Linked DNA regions of Arabidopsis thaliana: region 2 is linked to region 1. Evidence: chromatin contacts called from public capture Hi-C data. All regions are on one chromosome and are shown on one strand. The core of a region is the stretch at or near the end of the contact, and the rest is flanking DNA. Distances in the headings are between cores, read along the strand shown. Region 1 holds the start of AT3G03195 (a long non-coding RNA gene). Region 2 holds the start of MFP1 (MAR binding filament-like protein 1).

What was found. Capture Hi-C pulls out chosen DNA fragments and counts their contacts.
Region 2: a capture Hi-C map of root shows a contact between it and region 1, with 2.5 times the contacts expected there. The contact joins the promoter of MFP1 here to the promoter of AT3G03195 in region 1. A contact is called at or near these places in 3 of 26 Hi-C or Micro-C datasets (callus, root and rosette leaf), 1 of 2 datasets of contacts at active chromatin or transcription factors (shoot) and 1 of 3 other capture datasets (root).

The regions. Positions count from the first base shown.
Region 1 is chr3:5,394,351-5,398,950 of TAIR10.1, reverse strand. AT3G03195 (a long non-coding RNA gene) reads right to left here and starts at 2,132. Exons shown (of 1, transcript NR_140979.1): 1 at 1,911-2,132. It overlaps AT3G15940 (UDP-Glycosyltransferase superfamily protein), which reads left to right and starts at 1,957. Exons shown (of 6, transcript NM_001202977.2): 1 at 1,957-2,154; 2 at 2,342-2,441; 3 at 2,662-3,721; 4 at 3,986-4,600. The coding sequence starts at 2,764. NAI2 (DNA topoisomerase-like protein) reads left to right here. Exons shown (of 26, transcript NM_001035631.2): 23 at 1-43; 24 at 129-158; 25 at 260-363; 26 at 461-1,410. The coding sequence ends at 1,168.
Region 2 is chr3:5,431,839-5,436,438 of TAIR10.1, reverse strand. MFP1 (MAR binding filament-like protein 1) reads left to right here and starts at 2,588. Exons shown (of 4, transcript NM_112470.3): 1 at 2,588-3,117; 2 at 3,213-3,256; 3 at 3,368-3,511; 4 at 3,698-4,600. The coding sequence starts at 2,826. It overlaps AT3G16010 (Pentatricopeptide repeat (PPR-like) superfamily protein), which reads right to left and starts at 2,913. Exons shown (of 2, transcript NM_112471.3): 1 at 2,213-2,913; 2 at 1-2,038. The coding sequence starts at 2,297. The coding sequence ends at 195.

The sequences.
Region 1 (4,600 bases), core at 883-3,382:
ACCATAAGTACTACAGTGCAGAAATCTTCTGGCGGATACAATGGTAATATAATCTTCAGATTCTCACAAACAAATATTTTCCCAAAAAGAAACAAGATCTCAATGTTTATATGTTCTTTATTTTTCAGCTGGTTTAGAAGGTCTTCTAAAGCCTGCAGGTTAGCTTTAAAGCTTATTCATTCTTGTGAATGTTTTTAACCGAAGAAAGTCACAAGAGTGCTAATCTTAATTGTCTTCTCTCTGTTATTGTTTCTTGCAGATGGTGTATGTGGTTGTTTCAACAAGGATAAAGATGGTCTTCAGGCAGACACTGATTCTTCGATTAACATAGCGGAGATACTCGCAGAAGAATCCAAATTACAGGTTTGTTTTATAGATCTTTCTTGAATAGACAATGGAAGGCTCTCACATCTAAACCAATCTCATTTTTGTTTATATCTTTTGCTTTTGACTTTGGTAGGGCTCAGGGACCTCTCGGCTCACCACATCATTGAACAATCTTGTTGATACTCATAGAAAAGAAACGTCCTCAAAGGTAGGCTCAGTCCTTGGCTCATCTTCATCAGTTACTTCTACCACAAGCGAATCAGCGGCTACATCAGAGAGCATAGAGAGCTTAAAGCAAACACTAAGGAAGCTACGCGGTCTAAGCGCACGTGATCTCGTAAACCACCCGAATTTCGATGCGATTATAGCAGCCGGTACACGTTACGAGGTACTCAGCTCAGCTTCTATTGGTTACATCTCTTTGCTAGCCAAATACAAAACCGTCATTAAAGAAGGACTCGAGGCTTCTCAGAGAGTCCAGATTGCTCAAACCCGAGCCAAACTGCTAAAAGAAACCGCAATGGAGAAGCAGAGAACCGTAGACTCGGTTTTCGCAGCAGCAAAGACCACTGCTCAAAGAGGAGACGCGTTGCACATCAGAATCGTAGCGATCAAGAAACTGTTGGCAAAGCTAGAAGCAGAGAAAGTGGACGTTGATTCAAAGTTCACCTCTTTAACGACGAGTCTGTCAGAGCTTCTCAAGGAGGCGTCACAGGCTTACGAAGAGTATCACGAGGCGGTGCATAAGGCAAAGGACGAGCAAGCGGCTGAGGAATTTGCGGTGGAGACGACAAAGAGAGCAGAACATATTTGGGTTGAGTTTCTTAGTTCACTTAATTGAACTAATGAGATTCTTGATTGTGGTTAAAGCACATGTTCAATTAGTTGTGGTTCTTGTGTTTTATTTTCTTGTGTTGTTTTGTTTGAGACTTTGTTTGTTGCTTATATCAGGGGAGAGAGGTTGAAAAACCTTTGAGAGAGATAGATAAATGAGAGATTTGTGAAACACAAATAATGTTTTAGTCGTCTTATAATAAAACCTTTTTTTTTCTTATATATGCTCATTGATAATACTGCAAAAAGGTAAAATCATGTTTTTTTTTTTTTAATATGAATCATGATATTCAGGCATGTTTTTTCCAAGATTGACAATTATATAGGCCAGAACTAGCAAGAAATAAGAGTTAAAGTGCTAAAATCAGAAATCGAGTGTCTTTATTTCTTGCAATTGCAGTTTATTAGTAAATAAATCACATAAAACAGAGATTAGTTCATCTAACATTTTCCTGATAAATTGACAAAAAAAGGACGTTGTAACTACTTCAATATTTATTTTTTGTCGGCTACTAATTTTATTTTTAAAATTCAACAAATTTAAGTAATATTACATTTGACTTGAGTGAGGAAAATGTTCTATAATGTTGTCATTTTTTTATAAATCAAATTTAAATTATATCATGAGTTAATATTTTAAAGATGTCCTAGAAAAATTCACACGTAAAAATAAAGAAAAGAGATTATCCCACACGAGTCGCTAACACGTGTGACCCAAATCATACTCGGAAAAAGCAAAACGATCATTATTTGAAATTAATAATGACGTCATCAAAACAACGATAAATAAAGAAGGAATAATTGGAAGGAAAAAAAATCAACAAATAAGAATGAGCCATCTCTCACCGCTCTCTCCTCGTGCACAGCTCTCTGACTCCGTTAACTTCCGAGTCTCCGAGCATTCTCTCTCTCTTTCTCTTTCTCCATCGCCGCGACTCGGCTCAGCTCTGAGAACGGCGCAAGCTTAGATTGCCGGAGAAAACTTTATGCAATGTAATGTCTTCTTCTTCTTTTTTTTTCGTTTCTTTCTAATTCGTCTTCGTCTGCTTCTTCTGCAAGCTCGTGTTGTTACTCATCTCTCTGCATCGACGATTTTCTTCTAGTTTTGTTGACTTTAGGTTTTCTTTAGATCGTGAATTTCTCAACATTTCTCCTTAATCTGATTGCGTTGCTTTTCCAGTTTTTTTGTACTTGGGAGCAGCTTCAACATTGGAGCATCGGCGATCCAAGTCGGAAGTTCACTTACCTTCGGATAACGCGACTCTGACCTATCGGAAATAGTAAGATACTCGCTAAGATCTTGATCTTCATTGTGACATTGGTTTTTCTCTCGCGGCTTTTTATTTTCCATAACCGACCAACTTTCTTTATTTCGTCAACGCGATTTCAATTTGGAATTCGAAATCCTTGTAACTGGAGCAGTTAGGGAGTACTTGATGAACTTGGATCAATACTGTTTCTATATATAGCTGATGATTGATTTCTCTTCCTAAATTGCAGTTTCATTGACCTCATATGGAGTGTGTCTAATTGCTAGTGGTTTTGTGGCTTATTGAAGTCTTGGGAATAGTATATTGAGGATGCTATTGTAGTAAAGAAAGTATGGAAGATCTTCGGCTATCACCGCTGAAATTAGGTAGCTTTAAGTCTTCATTGTCAGGGAGGTCTACTCCAAGGGGTTCACCTACACTTCGGAAAGTGCATTCAGGCAGGACTCCACGTAGAGAGGGTAAAGGTAGTGGTGGAGCTGTTCAATGGTTCAGAAGTAACCGGCTGCTATATTGGTTACTCTTGATTACTCTTTGGACATATCTTGGATTCTATGTTCAGTCAAGATGGGCACATGATGATGATAACAAAGTTGAGTTCTTGCGGTTTGGAGGCAAACTCAGAGAAGATGTTTTGCATGTCGAGCAGAATAAACGACGGGATTTAGTTGCTGATGAGAGTTCTCATGCTGTAGTAGATCATACCAATATAGTCCATCTAGGTGTAAATAAAAGGATGCATGTAACTTTGGCCAAGAAAGAGGATAGCACATCTCGGCGAAGCGTGAGCCCCAGGAGGAGGACCAGAAAAGCTAGTCGTAGTTCACGTACTAGGATTCGTAGTACGCAGAAGGTGAGAAAAGTGATGGAGACGAAGGAATTGGATGAGCAAGACCAGGAACTTCCAAACATAAATGTTACCTACGGTAAACTTTTTGGTCCTTTTGGATCATTGGAGGATAGAATTCTTGAATGGAGTCCGCAAAAGCGATCAGGGACCTGTGACAGGAAATCAGACTTCAAACGTCTTGTTTGGTCTAGGAGATTCGTCCTACTTTTCCATGAACTATCAATGACTGGTGCTCCAATTTCAATGATGGAGTTGGCTTCCGAGCTTTTGAGCTGTGGTGCAACAGTATATGCTGTAGTTCTGAGCAGAAGGGGTGGATTATTGCAAGAGCTCACAAGGAGAAGGATCAAAGTGGTTGAAGATAAAGGAGAACTCAGCTTCAAAACTGCCATGAAAGCAGATCTTGTCATTGCAGGATCAGCCGTCTGTGCTTCATGGATAGGTAAGGAAAAGTAGATCTGCTGATTCTTTGACATCACTATTTGCTGACTATCATGTTTAGAAATGCGTACCATAGCTCATTCGTCCTTCAGCTATATTACTGGAAAATGCATTTTGTAATAGAAATTGTCATATATAGCATACTCACTTTAGATTGTTTTCTATTAGTGAAAACTTTCATCAAAACAATTGTTAAAACATGTTCAATATTCCTTTCTGCCTCAAGTTGGGATACTTATTATGGTGTTTGTTACAATCTCCGCAGATCAATACATGGATCACCATCCAGCTGGTGGAAGTCAAATCGCTTGGTGGGTGATGGAGAACCGGCGAGAGTACTTTGATCGAGCGAAACCTGTGCTTGACCGAGTGAAATTGCTGATTTTTCTATCTGAAGTACAGAGCAAACAATGGTTAACATGGTGTGAAGAGGACCATGTAAAGCTTAGGTCTCAGCCAGTTATTGTTCCGCTGTCTGTTAATGATGAGTTAGCTTTTGTTGCTGGGGTATCCTCTTCACTAAATACTCCAACACTGACCCAGGAGACTATGAAGGAGAAAAGACAAAAGCTACGTGAATCAGTCAGAACGGAGTTCGGTTTGACTGATAAGGATATGCTTGTGATGTCTCTTAGCAGCATAAACCCGGGAAAGGGACAACTTCTTCTACTTGAATCTGTCGCCTTGGCACTGGAGAGAGAACAAACACAAGAGCAAGTAGCTAAACGTAATCAGTCCAAAATAATCAAGAACCTCAATGGCATCAGGAAAGAAAAGATTAGTCTTTCTGCCAGACATCGTTTAAGAGGTTCATCACGGAAGATGAAAATTACGTCTCCTGCTGTTGACAATCATCCATCAGTTCTCTCTGCCACCGGTA
Region 2 (4,600 bases), core at 1,339-3,838, 37 kb before region 1:
GCTAGATTTGTTGTGTCTTCTAAAGTTTTCAAACTTAATTATAGTTGAGCTTCTTTCTTGTACTCAATTTTAGATTCAAGTGTTTATACATTTCAACTAGCACTATACTATGTGTGTAAGAAATGGAACAGTGTAGTAATTTTTCAGCTTCTACTTTTTTTTCTTTTTGTTATTCATATTAGATAAATCAAATCTTAGAAAGATGAAACATCATCTTTTTCATGATCCACATTGCCAACAGCGTCAAGTATAGATGAGTAAGTGATGGCATCATACTCAAAGCCTTTATCTTTCATCTCTCTCATCATTCTTGCAGCCTCCTCAAACATTCCAGCATGTGCAAAGCATCCAAGAAGAGTATTATAAGTGACACCATCAGGCTTAATACCAGAATGCTTTATAGTTTCAAACATTTCTATAGCCCGTCTCGGCACACCTGTTCTAGCAAATCCATTGAGGATGATATTATGCGAGTTTATATCGGCCCTGCAACCGTTTTCTTCCATCTTTCTAAGCAAGGAATTAGCTTCGTTGATCATACCAGCCTTTACCATTCCTGACATGAGGGCGTTGTAGGCATAAACATCGGGACCACTTCCTTGGTTCTTCATCTCATTGAAGAGATCTACAGCTTCGCTGAGCTTCCCGCATTTCCCAAAATGTTTGATCATCACAGCGTATACTCGAGAACTTACATTGCCGAAGTTTTCTTTTAGTTCCTTAAATAGCTCATTCGCTGCTTCATATCTTTTCGCCTTTCCAAGAGCGTTTATGAGGCTGCAATACGCTGCAGGACAAGGTGGAAAACCTTTCTCATCCATCTCCTCAAGCAGCAACAGAGCTTTCTCTACTCTATTCGTTTTACAATAACCATCTATAAGGATTGAGTAAGTGAATTCACTAGGGGAAACACTGTCTGCTTTCATCTTATCAAACCAAGAGCTTACTTCCGAAACATGTGCTTTTGACTCAAACAGAGCTTTAATCACGGTATTGTATGAGACAACAGTGGGTGTACATCTCCACATTCCCATCTCACTGAAGACATTTGTCAACTCCTCCACTCGACCCACTTTGCCTAAAATGTTCATCAGATTGTTTAAGAACACAACATCAGGAGTCAATCCATCTCTAAGCATGTCTTTATAGAAGCCATATGCTTCATCTACCCTCCCAGCTTTGCCAAGTCCCTTTATCAGTTCCGTGTACGTATAAACTGTTGGTGAACAACCTGCTCGTTTCATCTCCTCGAAAAGATCTAAAGCTTTCTCAACTTTACCCACCTTAAAGTAAATTCCCAACAACGTGGTGTATATTTTCTCTGTAGGCTGCATACAGTTATCCTTCATTTCATCAAACAACCTTATCGCAGAATCATTACGACCTAGTTTTTCATACGAGGATATAAGCGCAGAGTAAGTAATCGTGTCTGGAAAACAGTCACCTTCGTTACACATCTCAGTATAAACCTCATGGACTTTCTCGTGCTGTCCTTCTTGCATCAACATTAGAATCACCGAGTTGTAAGTGCTCGAAGTGGGTTTACACTTGCGTCCTTTTGCCTGATAAAAAACCGATAAAGCTTTACTAACCATCTTAGCTCGCCCCAATGCTTTCACAAGCTCAGAGAGTACTGCTGGACTAACGCTAACATATGTGTTACGGACCACTTCTTGTATCGTTCTATACATTTCACCATAAAGCCTAGCTTCTTCAAGGCAGCGTATTAAGGTCATGTAAGTGGAGCAATCATGCTGAAAGTTTCTTCTTTTACCAGCCCATTTGAAAAACTGAATCTTGACATTTATCTCAACGTCTATCTCAAGAATCGAACGAACTAATCGATGATCAACTTTCAGTTTAAGCACCTCAAGAGCTTTCTCAGCATCAGGTCCCCATTTGAAGATTTTCACTATCCTAATGAATCTCTCATCCAACATCCGCACTGACGGATCCTTTCTAGATAATTTCCACTTCTCTTGAGGCTTCTCAGATTCCTCATGATTCGGAACACTAAACATTTGAACAATCTCATTCTCTGCAAATTCATGGATAAAACAAAATGTTCAAATCAAAACCTTTTCTCGTTTTCTTACTTCAAAGGAATCGACTTTAAACCTTTTTTGCAAATCCCATTACTCCTAAAACCCTAAACAATCAAGACATTTCGCTTATCGACGAAGAGGGAGAGGAAACAAATAGTGCAGATTACCTGTTTGTTTAAATCTCTGAGAGAGATGAGGTAGACTTGAGATGCTTCGCTTCGCAGAACCGGATCGAGCAGATACATACATCATCTTTATAAAACGGGATTCACATGTAACAATTCTCCGGTGGCGACAAATTCCGACGTCTATTTGAAGTCGCCGTCGGTGGTTTTAGACAGAACGGCTGAGAAAAACAGAGAGAAATTTTAGGGTCAGACAGACGCACGTGAGGTTCACGTGTTTTCTTAAACCAGGCGAACCCAGAGATTGAGGATAACGAAGCAGGGGAAGTCTAAGCTGGCGAGTTTTGATTGGTAAGTTATGTACACAAAGCACCGAACTATTCCAAAATTGCAGATATGCCATTGCCCTCCTAAACAAAAAAAAGTTTCAGTCTTTGATACCCAATTTCGTAGGATTTGTAGATATTTTCTTCAGTAATCGAAGGATATAACTCTGAGATTTGTGTAAGCATTCTTCTTTGAGATTTTCCGAGGTCACAAGTCAGTACACAAAGGAAGTTCCTTTTTTGGGTTTTGGGGTCTGCTTTGTGTCAGTGATTTTAGGATTGCTTCATTTGCCACACATTTCCAATCTCTTAAGTAGTTGGCGGCGAAGATGGGTTTCCTGATAGGGGGCTCTTGCTTCGTCCCTTCTGTTCCTCTACACTCTCGATTCCTTTCATCTCCTTCTTCTTCTTCTTCTTCTTCTCCTTCTTCGTCTCAGTTTGGGCTTCTGTGTTCGAGTAATGTCGCCAAGTTCAAGCGCCGACGACCAACATTGGCTTCTTTAAACCAGGAAGATGGGTACGAGTATGACGTTGCTTCCGCCAAAAGGAGGGCTTTCCTTCTTGTGGGTATCTCTGTTCTTCCCTTTTTGCAGCTTCGATCACCCGCTTTGGCTGATGAAAGTGAGTTTTTTTATTGCTTAGATGAGATTTGTTCAAATGTTGCTTTTGGTTATCTTTCTTTCATTGTTGTGACCAGTTCTGCTTTTTAATTCCAGGAGGCAATGAGATAAAGACATCGAAGGTTGATCTAGAAACTGAGGTTGTAAGACTCTCTTAGACCTTCTCAATTTGATTTTTTTTTAATTGAGAATCAATGTGTTTAAAGTAGTGCTTGAGATTTTACTGAATCAGGATTGGTTTGGTGGATTAGGTTGCAGTAGTTAGTGAAGGAACATCCCCAAATCCATTTCTGGCTCTCCTGAATGGTCTTGGAATTTTTAGTGCTGGCGTTCTTGGTGCACTTTATGCACTGGCTCGGCAAGATACAAAAGCTGCTGAGGAAACCATCGAATCTGTAAGCTACTAGCACTTAAAGATTTTGCTTTACAATTTGTGGGTGAATGTTCTTGTCTTAGCAGCTTATATCATTTAGTTCGAGCTTCTCTTCTTTTGTTTCTTTAACTTTCTGAGGTTGTGAATATATTGCTAGTGCTGGATTTGATCCTTTTTGACTTAAGCTACCGATAACCGTGGCATACAGCTAAAGAACCAGTTGAAAGACAGAGAAAGAGCATTGGTTTTGAAGGAGAAAGATTTCGAGGCAAAACTGCAGCATGAGCAGGAAGAGCGGAAAAAGGAAGTAGAAAAGGCAAAAGAGGAACAGTTGTCATTGATCAACCAGTTGAATTCTGCAAAGGACTTGGTGACAGAATTAGGCCGGGAGCTAAGTAGCGAGAAGAAATTATGTGAGAAGCTTAAAGATCAAATCGAAAGTCTGGAAAATAGTCTGTCAAAGGCTGGCGAAGACAAAGAGGCACTAGAAACAAAGCTCAGAGAAAAGCTTGATTTGGTTGAAGGACTACAAGATCGGATCAACTTGCTTAGTTTGGAGCTGAAAGATAGTGAAGAAAAAGCTCAACGTTTTAATGCATCGTTGGCAAAAAAGGAAGCAGAATTGAAGGAACTCAACTCTATTTACACTCAAACTAGCCGAGATCTTGCTGAAGCGAAGTTAGAGATCAAACAGCAGAAGGAAGAACTCATAAGAACTCAGAGTGAATTGGACTCGAAGAACTCTGCGATTGAGGAGTTAAACACAAGAATAACAACTTTAGTGGCTGAGAAAGAGAGTTATATCCAGAAGCTTGATAGTATTTCAAAAGATTATAGTGCTTTGAAATTGACTTCTGAGACGCAAGCAGCTGCAGATGCAGAGCTCATCAGCAGGAAAGAGCAGGAGATTCAGCAGCTAAATGAAAATCTGGATCGTGCGCTAGATGATGTTAATAAAAGTAAAGACAAAGTTGCTGACTTAACTGAGAAGTACGAAGACTCGAAGAGAATGCTGGATATAGAACTGACTACAGTAAAAAATTTGAGACATGAACTTGAAGGAACAAAGAAAACACTGCAGGCATCTAGAGATCGGGTCTCTGACCTGGAA